Linked DNA regions of Rattus norvegicus: region 2 is linked to region 1. A link is a contact called in public Hi-C data. All regions are on one chromosome and are shown on one strand. The core of a region is the stretch at or near the end of the contact, and the rest is flanking DNA. Distances in the headings are between cores, read along the strand shown.

Region 1 (3,727 bases), core at 514-3,013:
ACTTCTGAACGTCGTAGGTCACTCCCTAGGAGGTACTCTGGCCCTTATCCGTGGACCGCGTTGCTGCCAGCACTAGGGAACGAGCTGTAGTCCCTGGTGCCGAGCCTTACCCTGTGTTTGTACTTCTTATTGAAAGTTCTATTTTAGGAATCAGCTAGGATTTCTTAAACTTCTGTTTTCTGCTTTATTTATCTGCCACTGTTGTTTAGTGTGGAAAATATTTACATAGTCTCAAAGGGGCTTGTTGTTACTTATACTTTCTCCGAGCCTTACCCTGTGTTTGTACTTCTTATTGAAAGTTCTATTTTAGGAATCAGCTAGGATTTCTTAAACTTCTGTTTTCTGCTTTATTTATCTGCCACTGTTGTTTAGTGTGGAAAATATTTACATAGTCTCAAAGGGGCTTGTTGTTACTTATACTTTCTCCGCCCCCTCATCCCAGCAAAACCCACATACTGCTGTAATAAATGACGAATAGTAACAGGTGTGGGTAGGAATGTTGGAATCTATATGCTGTTAGTAAGAGAGAGAGAGAGAGAGAGAGAGAGAGAGAGAAGAGAGGAGTGATACAGCCACTTCAGAAAACAAATTCACAGTTTCTTGAAATGCTAAACATTGTGCTACCAAATCTCTATAATTCTACTTCTCTGCATCTACCCCAGATCAATGAAACAGCACCCCCATAAAAGTGTGTACACACATATCCACTGTAATATGTTGCTTTGAAGATAAAAGCATAAAATCCCACAGTATAAACAACTCAAATGCCACCAACTGATGAATGAATTGCTCAGGCAATCAAATCCTTCATTCAGCATTAAAAAAGAATGGAATAGGGTTTACTGTAATGTGAATGAACTCAGAACCACTATGATAACTGAAAGAAGCCCATTCATAAAGCTTCGTATTGCCTGATCTTACAAAATACCCAGAAGAGGCAGAGTTGTTACAGAGACAACACAGGTCAGTGGTTGCCCAGGATTGAGAGGAGGCAGAGATAGGAGTAGGGGGTAGTTTTTTAAAGTACATGAGTTTTCTTTTGTGGCTGATAAAAATGTTCAAAGAGGAGACTAGAGTGATGGTTGTGCAACTCTGTGCGTGTACTAAAGTCCATTGAATGATACACTTTATCCATTCACGCATGCATTGTGTATTTACTTTGGCTTGTAAGCCCAGGTCTCTTTCTTGTAGCCCAAGCTGGTCTTGAACCACAGTTTAGGATAACTTTGAACTCCGGATCCTTAGCCTCTTGTGTGCTGGAGGATTGATTACAGGTTTGTGTCTTACAATAAGAGCTCAGCTTTGTGATATTGTAGTCTATAAATTATATCTCAACCAAGATATTTGAAAAAAGTGGGGAGAGGGTCTGGGAGGTGGTGCCACTGGCCTTTAACCCCAGCACTTGGGAGGTAGAGGTAGGTGGATCTCTGAGTTTGAGCCTAGACTGGTTTACAGAGTGAGTTCTCGGACATCTAGGGTTACACAGAGAGAGGGAGTGGGGGGAGGGGTGGAGAGAATTTCTAGCAGCTCCAGAAAGCATACACATACCAAACAAAAACTTTGAACCTAACCAACCAGTCAGCCTTCTTGTGTTCTTACCACAGCCCTCACTAGGAGGCGGGGCACCTCTGCAGGGCGGGCACGCGAGGATAGCTGGGAATCGTAGTTTCTGGGCCCGCAGATGGGCAGGCGCGAGGATCAGTGTGCGCAGTCGCACTTGTGGCTCTGCGCCCGCCGCTGTGGCCATTGTCCGGCCCTGTTGTTGCAGAGCTGCACCGCCGAGAACAAGAAACTGCAGCGGGCGCTAGAGGGACGGACCTGAGGTCGCGGATTCCGAAGCCCCGGAGCCAGATTTCGAGTGCCGTGGGTAGGAGGCTGTCCTCCCCGCCTCGCCGACCATCCTGTGGGCTGACTGGGCGTGGCCGGAGGGACTGTCCCGAAGCTGTGGGGCCTTTCATTTGGCCTTGGGGAGAGCCGCAGGAGAAGGCGGGGCTCCTCCCCACGTTTCGGCCGAAGTGGCTACAGAGCTGGAGGGGTGGGGCCTCGGGGTAGCCCGGTGAGTGGATCCTGTCCTCTCTCCTCAGCCCTGGACCATAGCCAGCACTCACTGAGGCAGGAATGGCCCCGAGACCTCCGACGGCCACGCCCCAGGTGAGCCGAGCCTTCCCCCACCGCCCGGAGCATCCCACCCTGCGAGGCCCTGGGAGTGTGAACCGAACAATTATTGGTATAGAGATTCTTAGTCTGGATCGCTTTGAGTCTCCTCCTCTAAAGAAATCCCCTCTCAAAGTGCCCAGACCTGGGCGGAGCGGGATTCCTGAAAGGATGGAGACTAGGGAAATGCGATCTTGTGAAAGAAATTAACCGATTTGGGATTGTCCACACTGAGCCTGTATTGCAGTGTACAGTTCTTGGAACTCTTCAGTGAGGAATGGAGAATAGGGTGACAAGATAGAAAAGTGAGGTAAGAAGCCCCTGCTTCTCATCCAAAGGCCTTAAAGAGACAGCAGGGGGCAGAAGAGACCTATTAGAGAAAGAAACCGTTGAAGGTTGGGCTCTGAGTCTGAGACCACCATCACCGCCAAATCTGGACAAACTAGCTCCAAGCTTTTGCTCCCCCAACCCCCGCCCCATTCGTTTTCTTTTTTCTTTGACAGATGTTTAATAGTGCACATCCCCAGGTCCCGGCTTCAACTTAATTAATAAGAGACAGATTTGTCAACCCATTTTATTCTTGTAGCAAAAGGGGCATTTTTCTGGACATAAAAACAATGAGGTTGTCCATATTACATTGATGAAAACATAATCCTAATCCTCTTTAGAATTAAGGGTAAGAACTAGGAATATAGCTCAGTGGTAGATCACTTGCCTAGCACGTGTGAGGTCCTAGGTTCAATTCCCAGCACCTCCTGGAAAATAATAAGGATGGGCTGGAGAGATGGGTTTCCAGTTAAGAGTGCAGACTGTAAACTTTTACATGCTGCTCTTGCAGAATTAGTTCAGTTCCTAATCCTCATAGCAGGAAACTCACAGCCACCTTGTAATCCAGGTGCAGGGGGGACCTGATGACTCTGACTTACTTGGACACCTGCTTTCACGTGACCATAATTGTTAGAAACAGAGAAAAAAAATCTCAAAAGAATTGAGGAACAAAGGATCACACCGAGTTGAAGGAAGCCTGGCAGGGCAGTGACTCTTGTAAAAATGGTGCCCCTGAACCCAAACAGACCTAAAAAGCACAATTTGCCAAGGTGGCTTCTGTCTTTTATCCCTCACATAGGTGGTGACTGAACTCAGTCAGTTAATTGAAGCTTGATTCTATAATCTGACAAGATTGGCAAATTGTTACAAGGGGGGGGGGCTTTGGGAATATAACATAATATGCCTTTATAGGGCTGTCTGTCTTTGTGAGGGAAAAAGGTTTGCACAATACCCACACTGAGATGCATAGTATAACAAAATACTTTTAAGATTAACAGTAAGCTACAAATTGTAGTCGCTACATGTATCATATAATCAAGTTTGATCTGGATAAAAATACTAGCAATGTCTTTTAAGATCAGTTTATAGGGGGGTTGGGGATTTAGCTCAGTGGTAGAGCGCTTGCCTAGCAAGCGCAAGGCCCTGGGTTCGGTCCCCAGCTCCGAAAAAAAGAAAAAAAAAAAAAAGATCAGTTTATAGGGTGCAGAAATGAAACTCAGTCCATAGAGTCACTGCCTAGAATGCA
Region 2 (3,727 bases), core at 565-3,064, 250 kb after region 1:
TTCCCAAAAGCATCCACCTAGGGCAGGAGGAGGACCAGTAGAAAGGATAAAGGTGGACAGTGGGTGCAATGGGCTGGGGTGGGTATGGGGGGGGATATAAGCAAAGGACAATTGTGTATGTGGGGTAAAAATGTCACAATGATTTATTCCTTATGCTAACTAAAAATAATTTTTAAAAATACTAACATTGGGCCAGGCACGGTGGCACATGTCTTTAGATGAATCTCTATGAGTTGGAGGTCACCCTGGTCTGCAAATCAAGTTCTAGGACTGCCAGGGCTATTACACTACAAAATCCTGTCTCATAAAACAAACAAAACAATAAAAAAAATTCCAAACAAACAAACAAACAATATTGACCTGAGATCTGTGACTGTACCATCAGGAATTATGGAGGTGAAGAAAACCTTTTGATGATTATCTGAATCTCAGACGTAGTTTTATTTCCATATAACACGATAGGAGGTTATGCTTTTGGTATAAAGTGGATCTTCTAGTAATGCACCAGCCATACAAAGAGGACGAAGAGGACCATTAGTTACTAAGGACCTCTCCAGGCCTCAGCACTGGCGATGCCACTGCAGTTTATTGCAGAGAGCATGCACTAGAGTCTCTGGCTCTGATCTCCATCGCCCAACCAACAAAACCAACATACACGGATGGGGCTGTTTGCAGCTGTCTCATCCCCAGAGCATGAGTGTGTGCATATTTATTTTAAAAAAGAATTATTTTATTTTATAGTTATGAGTGTTTGGCTGGCATGTGTGTCTGTGCCCCACAAGTGTGGCTGGTCGTCTTGGAGGCCAGAAGAGGGTATCCCCTAGAATTGGAGTAATACATGTGGCTTATGAGAATTAAACCTGGGTCTTCTACAAGAACTGGGAATACTCTAAACCACTGATCCAGCTCTCTCTCGCCCCGTGTATATTTATTTTTAAGTGTCACAAAAGGAAATAATAATACTAAGTTGAATATTTTTTGTTATTGTTGCTTTTGAGGACGAAGTTATGAACACATGGTCTTGTCACCTCAGCTTCCCTGAATGCTGATGTCACAGGTGTGAGCTTCTCTTTCAGGCTCTATGTACATCTGTGAACCTTATTTTATTGTGTTTCATTTAGTACTTGAAAATTTTCATAGTGAAATGTGTATTATTTTTACAAGAAACTATTTCTGTTCACTCCCCCCACCCCCACCCCCCGTCTGGGTTGAAGTACTAAGAACTGATCTCATGATCTTGTGCTGTTACTGGATAACATTTCTAGCCCTTAATAGCCTTGAAACGGTTTCACTAAGCTGCCTTCGCTACTTTTGAACATGTGATCCTCCCTCTATAGCCTCTATAGCAGCTGAGGTTCGAAGCATGGGTCACCACGCAAGACTACTTGTGTTCTTTCTTTTTCTATTTTTGAGTCAGGGACTCTCAGGGTTTCTGACTGGCCTTGAGCTTGGTATGTAGACCAGGTGGCCTCTGCTTCTAAGTACTAGGTTTGAAAAAATGCGTGTCACCACATAGGTCCTTTATTTTATCTTTTCTATAGAAGTTAATTATATTTTCTTTTAAAAATATTTTGTAATGCTTGTGCGTGCATGCGTATACATACGAGGTACTGGACCTGAGTTTGCACTGGTATCCGATATGGATGCTGGGAATTAAACTGGGGCGCTCTGCGAGAACAACACAAGAAACTGTATTTTGTTTCTCACACTCAGAGTAAAGGAAACCAGAAAAAACGGTTCGAAGGGGGCGTTCCAGACAGAGCAGGCCCCGCCCCAGGTTTGGGCCCCGCCCTCCATCAGAGGGCACGCCTCCCGCCACATCCAAAATGGCGGCCGCGCTGGTCCACTGTAGTGTCTGAGCGTATCGCAAGTGGCTAGCTCCACTCCAATCATGGCGGCCTCCGTTCAGGCGGCGGCTGCGCCGAGTGGCGTTCTGGGGACATGTGGTTTGGAGCAGATTCTGGAAGCGCTGAAGCTGCTGCTGAGCCCGGGAGGTGAGAGGATGAATCTCGGCGCGGGGCCGGACCCGAGGCTCGCGGGGTCGCGGGTCTCCTAGGCTCGCCCTGGCTGCCACCGCATGTTCCACTCAGGCCCTCCCGGGAACTCCATCCCACTCCCGGGAGCGTTTGGGCCTTGTGCAGTCTCACTTAAAACTTAAGGAAACGAAAGCTCCAGGAGAGCTTTTGGTCGGTTGAATGCTGTTGCTGGCTGAGGTCCGTTGAGCACCTCAAGGACCAGCAGCTCCGGTCCACTGTTTGCTCCAGCGCAGCGCTGACATAGGGACTGGAGACACCTTCAGACAGGTGTAATGTGATGACCCAACCGCTTGAGGGCTCCTGGTGTGCTTGAGATTTGTATAAAATGCCAAGTGACCAGAGATGCTGAGCAGGGACATTTTTAGCTGAATTTGAGGAAGATTTTTAAGGGTTTCCATTTTGGTATCAGAGATGCACAGTCACCTTTAATCTCGTGTTGAGTTCCCAATTTAATATTTGAAGGGACCTTGGGGATAGTGAAACCTTGCATTCTCTCTTACTGTTGAGTCTCTATTTGTGGTGATTTGACTGCTTCTGTCTCTCAAATGCTGGGATGAAAGGCAAGCACCACCATTCACGCCCCCACCCCTTTTTCTTTAGACAGTATATCATCACTCTATAGTTAAGGTATGTCCTGGAACTCACACTCCAAATCACGTGGTTATATTAGGGGAAGACTTAGAACTCAGTTCTGCTTGATCTCCTTGTCAGACTAAGGCAGATTATCCAGAATGGAACTTCTTTTTTTTTTTTTTTTTGGTTCTTTTTTTTTTTTTTTCGGAGCTGGGGACCGAACCCAGGGCCTTGCGCTTCCTAGGCAAGCGCTCTACCACTGAGCTAAATCCCCAACCCCCAGAATGGAACTTCTGATGGCATCTGGAAATGTAGAAGGGTATAAGAAAATAGGATCCTACTTACAAAACAGCAAGTATGGGTGTGTGTGTAGAATTTCAAGGTAAAGGCACACGTACAATCATGAGGTGAACACTCAGTCTCAAATGTCGACCCCCAAACTACAGCTGCAAACATTACACCATACTGGTGGGACGTGAAAAGAAAATAGTGGTAGGTGATTGCCTAAGTGCCAATCCCCATAGTAGTCCATTTATGTGTATATCATCTAGTCCCCACAGCAGTCTCATCAGAGAAGTATTAATAGCATTCATTTTTGCAGAGGAAGGAACCAAGGCTCACGTACATTGTAAATTGCCTAAAGTAAAACAAACACGTGTCAAAGCTCAGTTCCTTAACTAAAAGCATTGTAAATATACTGTCATGCCCCAGTTAAGAAGCAATGGCAGGATACATATTTTATTTATTAATCCTATGTGTGTATGTGTGTGTGAGTGCGCGTGTGTGCACGCACACCTATTTCTATGAGTGAGTGTATGTGTATTGTGTACATACAGTAGCCCACAGAGGCCAGAGGAGGGTGTCAGATTATCTGGAACTGGAGTTACAGGCAGTTGTGACCTGAATCCCAGTCCCCCCCCCCCCCCAGTGCAGAAAGTGATCTTACCCAATGAACCATCCCTCCAGCTTCCATATTAAAAAAAACAAGGTTTATTTTATTTTTAATAATGTGTATGTGTGGGTATGTACACGTGAGTACAGTTATCCTGAGAGACCAGAAGTGTCAGATCCCCCTGGGGCTGGAGTTACAGGCAGTTGTGAAGCATCTGACACGGGTG

What was found. A called contact is a pair of places that touch in the nucleus more often than the background predicts.
Region 2: a Hi-C map of the A7r5 cell line shows a contact between it and region 1, with 4 times the contacts expected there. The contact joins the promoter of Tango6 here to the promoter of Zfp90 in region 1. A contact is called at or near these places in 3 of 12 Hi-C or Micro-C datasets (the A7r5 cell line, frontal cortex and mammary epithelial cells).

Annotation. Positions count from the first base shown.
Region 1 is chr19:51,230,131-51,233,857 of GRCr8, forward strand. Zfp90 (zinc finger protein 90) reads left to right here and starts at 1,764. Exons shown (of 5, transcript NM_001025765.2): 1 at 1,764-1,867; 2 at 2,085-2,151. The coding sequence starts at 2,119.
Region 2 is chr19:51,477,581-51,481,307 of GRCr8, forward strand. Tango6 (transport and golgi organization 6 homolog) reads left to right here and starts at 1,815. Exons shown (of 18, transcript NM_001427103.1): 1 at 1,815-1,994. The coding sequence starts at 1,892.